3 separate regions of the Mus musculus genome follow, and regions 2 and 3 are each linked to region 1. A link is a contact called in public HiChIP or PLAC-seq data. All regions are on one chromosome and are shown on one strand. Each heading gives the region's core, a stretch centred on a gene start, on an enhancer-like site or on the middle of the called end of the contact. The rest is flanking DNA. Distances are from core to core; before and after follow the strand shown.

The links. HiChIP or PLAC-seq counts read pairs in DNA pulled down with a chosen protein or histone mark.
Region 2: an H3K27ac HiChIP or PLAC-seq map of stem cell-derived neural progenitor cells shows a contact between it and region 1, with 3 times the contacts expected there. The contact joins the enhancer-like site here to the promoter of E2f8 in region 1. A contact is called at or near these places in 3 of 39 promoter capture datasets (cranial neural crest, hippocampal neurons and liver), 2 of 484 Hi-C or Micro-C datasets (muscle stem cells and myocytes), 4 of 115 datasets of contacts at active chromatin or transcription factors (embryonic hindbrain, embryonic stem cells, hepatocytes and 1 more) and 1 of 9 other capture datasets (macrophages).
Region 3: a contact with region 1 is called in an HNF4G HiChIP or PLAC-seq map of pancreatic cancer cells. The contact joins the enhancer-like site here to the promoter of E2f8 in region 1. A contact is called at or near these places in 4 of 39 promoter capture datasets (cranial neural crest, hematopoietic stem and progenitor cells, hippocampal neurons and 1 more), 2 of 484 Hi-C or Micro-C datasets (bone marrow-derived macrophages and embryonic stem cells), 2 of 115 datasets of contacts at active chromatin or transcription factors (embryonic stem cells and pancreatic cancer cells) and 1 of 9 other capture datasets (embryonic stem cells).

The regions. Positions count from the first base shown.
Region 1 is chr7:48,879,356-48,882,773 of GRCm38.p6, reverse strand. E2f8 (E2F transcription factor 8) reads left to right here and starts at 1,733. Exons shown (of 13, transcript NM_001013368.5): 1 at 1,733-2,113; 2 at 2,373-2,496. The coding sequence starts at 2,482. It overlaps Gm2788 (predicted gene 2788), which reads right to left and starts at 1,474. Exons shown (of 2, transcript NR_155436.1): 1 at 1,257-1,474. LOC115486422 (a long non-coding RNA gene) reads right to left here. Exons shown (of 3, transcript XR_882082.2): 3 at 2,150-2,253.
Region 2 is chr7:49,373,966-49,377,383 of GRCm38.p6, reverse strand. The region is part of intron 3 of Nav2 (neuron navigator 2); the gene reads right to left. Among named protein-coding and RNA genes, the nearest start is that of Gm51448, 25 kb to the right of the region's middle. Within about 2 kb of position 1,588, at least 23 of the 459 cell types and tissues checked have an H3K27ac peak or open chromatin away from gene starts, as enhancers often do. A contact at or near this core is called in muscle stem cells and stem cell-derived neural progenitor cells, where this site is marked.
Region 3 is chr7:49,330,485-49,333,902 of GRCm38.p6, reverse strand. The region is part of intron 1 of Nav2 (neuron navigator 2); the gene reads right to left. Among named protein-coding and RNA genes, the nearest start is that of Gm51448, 18 kb to the left of the region's middle. Within about 2 kb of position 1,597, at least 39 of the 459 cell types and tissues checked have an H3K27ac peak or open chromatin away from gene starts, as enhancers often do. A contact at or near this core is called in pancreatic cancer cells, where this site is marked.

The DNA of each region.
Region 1 (3,418 bases), core at 484-2,983:
AGATGTGGCAGCATCTTGGAAGCCACCCTCAGGAAGAAGACCCTGGCTCATCACCTAGACCTCTGCCCAGTGTGCATTCCCTTTGCACCTGGATCCCGGGGCGGTGTTATGGCATCCACGCCCTAACCACCGCCAGGAAAACACAGTATCTCCCTTGAAGTCAGTGATGGTTAGCTTACTGATGGCCAAGCTCAGTGATGGGACTTGGACTGCGTGGCCCCGAGTCCTTCTGGAGGCTGAAGATACAAAGTTAAAAGCAGGAAGAGCCCAAACCACAATCTTAGATGTAAGCGGGTTGGGCAACATGCGGTCCGGGCGATCCCAGAGTGATCAGAAAAGGGGAAATGTTACAAGGCAAAGGCGGGTGCAAAAGAACTCGAGCACGGAAAGGCATAGTTGGGGTGCCGAGCTTCTTTTTCCACTTCTGCAAAATGAGGGTTTTGGACGAGATGGTCTCCTAACTCTAAAATTCCCTTGACCTGTTCGATATACCAGGCCGATGTCAGAAGCTCATAAAAGGAAAAGGAAGAAAAGCGGGAAAGAGCAAAGAGGGGATCGGCAGACGCAGGACACTGGGGACAGGCTTGGCGGGTTTTCTGAGTTTCTCTCCCTCCTCCCACACCTGCGTGTTCAGAGATCGGCCAACGCCCCGCATCCTTGGGCTTCAGACAACGAAGCTCTTTCCTCCTCACACGTTTCTTTCTGGAAACCGTGGAGCAGAAGCTGCTAAGCAGTCATGCAAAGGGTCGCAGAGGGAACGGTGTCGCTAGGGTCCAGAGGGCAGGTGAGCAGACCCGGTTGACGTGGCACCAAGCTGGGGATGGCGGGGAGCCCTCGAGTCCTAGCCAGCCAGCTCTGGACCAGCCAAATTTCATCCCCCAACTTCGATCTCGGATAAATGGTGTTTGCAAAAAGAAAAAAAAAAAAAAAGAAAGAAAGAAAGAAAGAAAAGGAAAAAAGAAAAAGGAAAAGTTTTTGAGGACTTTTCCCCAAGTCTGGCTGTAGGCGGGGTCGGAGGGTGGTGCCTACAGTCTGATTCGCCGCGGCGGCAGTGCAGAGGCGCGGATTGGCGCGCGGGGCCCCGGGCCGGGAGAGCGGGCGTGGGGGAGGGGAGGCTCCGCGCCCGCGGGAGCGGCTCGCGCCGGGAGCGGGTTAATTTCAAATCGGGGGCTGGACTGCTCCTGGACGGCCACGCTCCCGCGGCCCGCCCGCCGGCCCCCCCCAGCCCCGGCCCCGGTGGCGCCCCCGGCACCCACCTCTGCGCGGCGGGGCTAAGCGAGTCTCCCTGAGACGCGCTGGCTCCCTGAGACGCGCAGCCAGGATTCGGGGCCACCCCGGACCGTCAGCTCTGAAGGAGGATTGACAGGTGAGCGGGGAGCAGACTGCTGCGGCGGGGTTGTGGGATCCCGGGAAGGCCAGGGTGAAGGCGGCCGTTTCCCGCCTCCCGCCCCGCCGGGGCCCGTGGGGAGGAGCCGAGCTCCCGCGCAGAGGGCGGGGGAGGGGCTCGCCCGCGCTCCAGCCCCGCGCACTCGGGGGCGGTGCCAGCTACGGTCCCGCTTTCCGCGCCAAATTTTTAAATCGAAGGCGGAAGGTCCGGCCCCGCCTTGGGGACCTCTAGCCAATCGCAGGCCTTCACCGGGCTTACTGATTGGCTCGGAGCCGTCGCCCTGGAAACCGTGAGATGCTGTCTGGCTGCCCCCGGGGGCGGTGCAGTTGGCGGGGAGGAGGAGCCAGTGCTTGCGCCGGGCGGGACGCGGGCTACTGCTGGGGACTGTACCTGGGACCGGGAGCGCAGCGTACGGTGCGCTTTGGCATCGCGGTGATTTCGGCACCTAGGGAATCCTTCCCTCGCCCCAGTACTTCGTGTATTGAAAGAAGCCTGAAAAAGGGGGTCAAGATCCCAAAGCCCTTTGTAAATGCCCGGTCGTGCGCTTAGAGCGCAGAGGCTGAATTGGAGGGTTGTTCTCAGGCCACTTCACAAGTCCTTCCTTCTGAGCCTGTGCACGTGTGTGTCAGGCGAGAAACTTCAGCATCTCCCCCGATGCAGGCTCGGTGCGTGCTCCATCGGAACCCGGGCTCGTGCGCTCCGTCCGCAGCCCGGATCAGTGCACAGGTGGGTGCTTGCTACAGCCATCTCGAACCTGAGAGAGGACTGTCACTGTAGATTCTGTGTTTGCTTGAAGTCTCGTGACAGAAGGGTTTGATGGAGGAATTTACTGCTGTCTGTTGGCGCGGTCTGCCTAGAGGCAATGTCTGTCCTCAAGGCAAAAATAAACCTGGTTTGTCATTTTTTGTTTGTTTCCGGGGGCTCTTGTGTACGTGAATCATTTTCATCAGCTCTTAATTCTTGCTTTACTTTTTTTCCTTTTAAGGATAGTAAAAAACTTTAATCGATTGGACTACTTAAACCACTGGAACTTGGGGAGGAACTTCAGATTTTTCGTTTTTAAAGACACACTAAATGTATGAGGAATTGACAAAATGGAGAACCAAAAGGTATTTTTAAAGTCCAGTCTATACTGTTGCAATGTCAAATGAAGTATCATCCTGAGTTTTTCGTTAATAAGTTTTCTTAAATTTTTCGTTTGATAGTCACGAATGCTGTATCCTTTTGGTTAACTTTTACAGAAATCCAGAAGGAAATTTTAATTTTTGAAGAGGAATAGGGTTGTCCAGGGTTAAAGTAACCTTTTTGTTTCAAAAGTTTAATATAAATTTAATATATATGGAAAAAGCTTTGGGGTTTTTTCTGTGCTTAAAAAATTATGTATATGTTATTTACATGAACCATTGGAATTCACAAAGGTCATAATTTGATACTGGATTTCTTTGTAAGATAACATTTTAAAATGTCAGCCCTTTAACCTACTGGGCCTCCAAATGCTGTTCCTGACAGATCTCCTGGAAGCATTTAGATGTTAGCTCAATGCTGTCCTTGGCAGTGTTCACTGAAACCCCACCCTTGGATCAGCACCTCCTGAGGGCACCATACTGAACTGAAAATTCAGGTGCCAGCCCCATGTGACCTCCCTCTGCCTCGCATCATCGTCTGCTAAGTAGCAGATTCAGCAGAAATACACACTGAGCCCTTAGTTTCATGGTTGTAATAGAGGATTGTTAACCCGGGCTCCCAAAGTTACTGAGGAAACAGTGTATCTCTGTTCTCTGAGTTGTTGCCTTCCAAATCCCTTTCTTTAAGAATGGTGTACTGCCTGGTGTCTAAAAGTGAAGGGGGCCCAGTCTCTACTATCTATATGAATTGCTCTTAACTTACCAGTGTAGGTAAGTGCTAACTTACCATAGCAGAAACTAGCTCTGAGGCCTTAAATGGCTAACCTTACTTCCCTTGGTCCCATTTTCTGCATCTGTGCCTCAAGCGTTGATGTTGAAAGCAAATTTTTCTGGTCAGAAGTCCTGC
Region 2 (3,418 bases), core at 339-2,838, 490 kb before region 1:
CAGCAACTTAGCTCTTACCACTTGTGAACGGGGGGGGGGGTCTACACACTGTGGTGGTGGGGTTCTTCCCTTGGAAGTGTGCTAAGTCCTGCTATCCCCTCATCTGTACTTAAGTGCAGACTCCGACTTGGGAACCTAGATATTAGCATTTTCTACAGGGCAGGGTCAGGAGCAAGAGCATGCTCTGAGAAGGAAGAGGGGTGTTGGGTTAGCCTGAGGTTTCTGGAGCTCTAAAGGACACTGGGCCAATCTCTGAGAGCAACAATCTGCTAACTTGTATGCAACATTCTGGGTCTGGGTCATTACCACTTGAGGAAGAGAGAACTGGCAGTTTTCCTCCAATTTCCCAAGTGTTCTTCATCCTTAAAGACTTGAACCACTAAATGATGGCATCAGCATCAGTGTCATCACCATGGAAACCATCAAGGAGGCAAGGGGAAGGAGGGAACAAGCTCACCTGTAGGCTGCAAAGAGTGAACAAAGGGTGTCTACCCAACACTCTAACAGTACCTGCAGCAAACACTGTCCACCTTAGTGTATTTGCCATCTTAATTATTGTCAACTATTGTAGTGAGAATTCTGGTTTCTTAAAATAATAAAAAAAAACCCAGAAATATCATGGGAATATGTTTTTCTTTTAATCCCAGGTGTGGGATATGGGGCTGCTTCAGATTGTCCACAGCAGGAGACTATGATTTGCCTCGTGCTTTAGCAGGGATGTGGGTTTGCCAGCTGCAGATAGCTTCTGCGAGTGTATGATGGTTGGAATGCTGGGAATTTTCAGAGGCTATATAAATGCTAGAGCCATATAGAAGGGGATGGTGGGCTGGTTGGTGGTTGGATGCTGTTGGTTGCAGTTTGTCAAGTCATCGTCATTGAAGAGACAAAAAGAAAAAATTAGATATTGTGATGGAAATGATCAAACTTGCTCCAAGGAATTTGACACCCTAATCAGCAGGAAATAGCCTAATGATATGGTTGCCCCCTTTCCCCTCTATCCTTTTTTCTCTTCTCCCTAGTGTTAGGGGGTTGAAAGGGTGGAAGAAGAGGGGTGGAGAAAGGTAGAAGAAAGAACCTGCAAAATAGCCAAAAATCAAGTTACAAACTATCACAATTTTCATTGCCTAATTAGTTCACACACACACACACACACACACATACACACATACACATGCACACATAAAATTTATGTGAGTTATTATCATTCCCACTTCATAGAACAGGAAACTCAAGGCTTCAAAGATTAAAAAATTAGTTCCAGGCCTCAGAACTGAAGAAAGACGTTAAACCTCCTGGCTTGTAACCCAGGCAGCCCTCAGGCTAGATATTCCAGGGGGAGAGAAAAAGATTCCCAGAGACCCACAGAGCGGCCAGTAGGCCACTGGAGTGGAGGCCAGGTTGAAGGGAATAGCAGGTGTTAAGTCCCCTCTCTAAAAGGGCCCAGCTCTATGCCTCCCCTAAAGGACGACAGAAAGCCAAGTTGCTTAAAAGAGAAAAACACTGCCTGCCACTGGCTCATCCAAGGCTCCACAGGGAACAAACCCCCTGAGGTCTCATGGGGCATTTTGAGTTCTAGGCGAGAAGGAGTGACCCAGTGGCCGCTCAGCACCCGCTGGCCGAGCTCCAAGAAATGTTTTCCCTTCCAAAGTAACACTTAATTCTGCTGAACAAATCCTTTGAAAACCAAAGAGATGCCCTCTTGGTTGCCATGGCAACATCACACAGACAAAAACATTTCTACCAGCTTTGACGCACGCACACACAAACTTACTAAAGGGTCAATAGGATATGTTTGGTCCGAGGGCAGGGGCTGGGGGGTGGGGTGGAGAATATTTCTAGAGCTCTATGTCCAAGGATTTGGCTCTAAACGATTCAAAGTTAGACTGAAGTTAACAAACTTCATAAGAACAAGCTGAAGTCAGGCTTGCTCTGGACACATCAAGCCCTCATTCTATCAACACTGTCAAGTTTGTTTTTGGAAGGGTTATGGATGCTGGAAAATGAGGGTGGAGTCTTGGGGATAGTACTGAAAAACCTGCCCCTTAGACTTCTACCTGCAAAGGGCAGTGCCACACCAACCACAGCCAATCTGAAGGACCGAATATCCCAGCACAGAAGGGCTTAAAACCAAATACCATCCAGGTACATGTTAACGCTGACGTGAGAAATCAACAATTCCTTCCAGCTGTTCCTAGACCCCCCATGACTGAACTGCCATCAAAGCTGACAGCCTTGGATCTTTTCCTTCAGAAAGCTTTACTCTGAGACTGATCCCAGAAGCAGCAATCTAGGAGGTAGAAAAAGCAGGAGACTTATCCCAGGCCTGAACTGTCCTCCATGCCTATGAGTTCTGCCATACCCTGGGCTCTTCCAAGCCATGCCTTTTACCACAGAACAGCAGGACAAGAGCAGACACTTGAGGCCTCAGATATGACCTTCCTGGGGGAAGGGTGGGCTCCCGAGTCCTAGCGTCCTGTCCTCTGGTCTCTTGCCCACACACCTGACTGTCCTGTGAGGAGAGACCACTTCTTGCTGCTTGTTACTCACCTGCCGTAGCTCACCAGGAGACACTTTGTGACTGTTTGCTGACCGACAGGCCATTAGGATGCAATGTCATGTCTCTTGTGCCCCATGGCACTACCCCTGGAATTCCAGCCTATTTGCAGTGTCTGTTCTTACTAAGAAAGAGAGTGGGACTTTGGGCTCTGGTGTGGTTAGACAAGAAGCTAGCTGTGGGCAGGTCACTGGAAACAGAGGCAATGGTGCCCTGCTTTCCAGGCTCGTTCCTCCTGCGAAGCTCACTGACCAGCTGATGAATCAGCCCCCTGCTTGGAACACTTGCTTCTCTTCAGCTGCATCATAGAGGCTCCTGGTGGATATTCTTCTTCCATATTTTGGGAGAATCACTCACCCTCCCTGTAGAATATCTTTTGCAAGGTCTCACCTCACTGTGCGTCATCTTCCCTTTACCAAAACTGCTGGTGTCAGTGATGACAGCAGCAGAGGGTCATCACTGATCACCCTAACTAGAGCCCAACAGGGAGATAAACTTATTAGGAAGCTAGAGATGCTGGCTGGCACATTCTCGAATAGTACTCTGGCAGGAGTATAGACACTTTCGCTCTGTGAATGTTTCCATGCACATACATGCATGCACGTGTGTGTATAGGCACACATATTCAGTCAGTCAAAGCAACACCTCACTTTCCATATGAGCTGGTGGAACTGGCATGTGCACTTGTCACTATCTTAAGGTACTGTAAAGGACAATATGTGGCAAACACATCGCCACCCTCTCCTCATCTCCAACAGAATTGAATGGCTATCGTAGACATTCCTCATCTCCCTGGGCTCACATTATGTTTGCTGAACCCTTCTCTGCTAGGTTTGCCATAAAGCTGTCTGCCTCCCCACCCCA
Region 3 (3,418 bases), core at 348-2,847, 450 kb before region 1:
CAGGTGCCCCTACCTCCTCCTGTTCCTCCTCAGAGGAGGAGGTGCCTGCAATTCCTCATGGAGAATGGCCTCTTCTAGTCCCTTGGTATTAACTTCTATGGCTGGAAAGCTCAGGCCTCACAAGTTGTGGGGAGGGGTGTCCTCTGGGATCCTCAACAAAATCTGGATTCAAATGCTAATCCCTTCCCCCACCAAAAAAATAAATCTTGCCCTTTTCATCATATCATCTATATTTTTCTTAACTTCTATTGCACCTGTTAAGGTCTCTGAAGACAAGACCTACAGTTACTATTTCTACTGGCTTTACAGATACTGTCTACTCAAGTAACAGTAAGTACTAGATGAGTAAATGGATGGGTGGATGGGTGGATGGATAGACAGATGGATGGATGACAAACTGAAGGACTAAAGGAAGAAAAGATGGGTTTGATGAATCACAAAGAATAATTTTCCACTCTGCCATCTATCATTCAACATCACCAATAAATGGACTGTCATAGCTATCACAATACTATTTATATGGCACCCTTCCTGAACACCACCCCGCAGATCTGATCCCTGAAAGCTGACCAGGATAAAATCCACCTTGCACTTCAAGAGGACGAAACTGGACCATTGTTTGTTGGTGATTAACCAAGCATTAGGTTGTCATGTCTGAGAGGAATGGGGACCATGGTTGCCATTGCACCAAGGTAGGCAAGAGAGAGTACAAATGACTCCAGGACTCTAACTGGATGTATATTTGGGAGACACAAGTGAAAATGAGTTCTTTCCCCATCCTGTCTTCTTTGGTAAAGTTGTATAAAACTAGATGAATGCCTATTATAGGTTTTCAGCCAGGGCAGGCTACACAGATCAGAAGAGATGTGCACCCTCCCCTAATCACCCGAAGCCTGGCTCCTCCCACACTGACCCAAACACACTAGAAAGTGACTAAGAAAAGTCACTAAGCCAACTGGCCATGGTCATTACACCTGCCACCTCAGCCTTAATCCTAGCGCACCCCATGCTTCCCCTTACCATGGCCAAACATTCCTAGACAAAGGCCCATGTTTATTTGGCCATTTCCCAATCCTTTAAGCCACAGATTGGGTGAGGCCCAGGAAACGTATGCCAAACCAATCAGGCTGCGGTTATTTTATTTTCCACTTGGCTCCTTCGTGCTTGCAGGTAAAACTGGTTCTGTTGTACAGAGGGATTTTCCACTGCCAAGCAGGAGAGAGTGATGGTCTCCCCGGCCCGTGTGTCATCCTTCACTTGTGTGTCTGTAAGGGAGTGACTTCCTGTGTGTCTGGCAACTCCCTCATGCACCAGAACTCCGATCTACCACATGTGGCACCTCAGGGAAACTTCACAGTGCCCTGTGAGGAAAGGATTGCTGTCCCATTTCACAGGGAGGACACTGGCACCCGGGAGATGGCAGTGACTCCTGAACCTCACAAGAGGACCCACCCCCACACATGGAGTCACCGTGAAGCGTGGCTCCCACTAATGCAGCAGAGAGCTTGGAAGGATGAAGAGCTCCACAGTTCAGTCTTTTCGTGGCCTCTAACCTGATCCTAGACAGAGCAGCCCCAGCAGTCTCTCCTATGTGATGGGTGCTCTCAGCTAATGGGGAGCTGGCACTCACTAGAGGAAGCAGTTCTCGTCCATACTCCCAAGGCCAACACTACACTCACTGCAATCAGGGGCAGTGTCTCGGTTCAGCAGATGCCTGGTGAATCTGTTATATAGTTTTGATACATGACACCAGCATAATGTGCTCGCCTGGGAATATTTTGGTGCCAAGAATGAGCAGGAGGGAAAGCACTGCAGAAGGATTGACCTTGGTAATCTCCCACCACAGTAACTCCCCACTCCAATCCCCCCTGGAGGAGCTTTAATGAAATCTTGCAAGAGATGAGATGCGGCAATGCTGGAGGAGATAGAGCCCTGTCTGGAATATGCAACTGTCTGCAGGAGGGTGTGGTGAACTAGAGAGCAATGGCCTTTCTCCGTGATCTAAAGGGCTGCTTGTAGCAGACAGGAAGCCACTGCACACGTCTGTCTGTGCTCTCCAATCAGGGTTAATGGATACTGGGGTTGGAGAACAGCCTATATTTGTGCCTCTAACACTTTGCTTGAAGCCTGTGTGGGACAACAAAGACTCCACCGATGGCCTGTCCCCGGTGACTATGCCTTGCTGCCCAAAATTGTTTCTCAGGATGAACAAACACTGATGTCCTGCTCCTAACCAACACGACTACAACGAGGTCTACCTGCTTCGTTGGGTTGCTCCTGAATCCATCATTCATAAGAAACCAAGATGAACACTGTCTTATTTAAAAGACATGCCAACAGGAGGCCAGCCCACTGACCACAGAGACTTGCAATGATGTAGTCTCTGTGTCAACGTGGCCCCATCTACTAGGGGACCTTTCCCATATAATGAATATCACAGCACCTCCCTGCACCCAGAGTCAGACGGTCCTGAGACACAGAAGGGGGCTTCTCAAATGCTCAGGCCCAATGCTGACATCTTGTCATAGAATCCTAAGCCTGACCTCCATGCTAAGTTTTCCCAAACATCAAGTCATGAAGAACCTTCTTAGCCCCATGGGCTGCTGGATATTCTTCCTGGAAAGCTTCCCTTGGTTGACTTGAGTGTGGATCCTAGAAAGAAACGTAGCGGTGAACACCCCAGCCTTTAGAACCAAACAGTGGCAAGGTGCCTGGGTGGTTGTGAGTCTTTGTCTTACAAATGCATTTCAGATGTCCATGAAACGCCCTCTCCCTCTACTGCCCTCTGTTCTTACCCAACAGAGGCTGAGGCTGGGTAAAGCTGAAAGTGGCTTTGCTTTGTTTTATTTATTGACACAGAGTGCCACTATGTAGCTCAGGTTGGTTTTGAACTCTCTGCTCTCAGTCTTCTTGCCTCTGCTTCCCAAGTGCTTGGATTTCAAGTGCACACCCCACCCCTGACTCTGAAGGCAATTGCTAAAATTAAAGCAAAGACCTGATTTTTATTGCAACCACCCCTCCACCTCCAGAAGATGGCCATAAGCCAGCTCCCCCACATCCTCCTATAGTGGTCTTCAACGTAGTCATCCTGCCTCCTGACCCATAGGGCTACTGTGGTCCCTGGGTTGTATCTTCACATACGGAGTCCTAAACTGCTTCAGAAGAAGTCAAAGATCCTGGCCAGCCACATTGCACTCTGCTTAGGAAGAGAAAAGCCTTATAGAGAGAGAGAAAGAGAGAGAGAGACAGAGACAGAGACAGAGACAGACAGAGAGAGACCAGGTGAAGCAAAGAGGGACAGGAAGGAGGCTGTGAAGACAAAGCTTTTGACATTTAGCAGTGTATATGGAGGGTGGGCAGTGGGAGACTTCAGCTCCATGCTGCTCATGCCCACACAGCAAAGAGAGATGCTTCATGG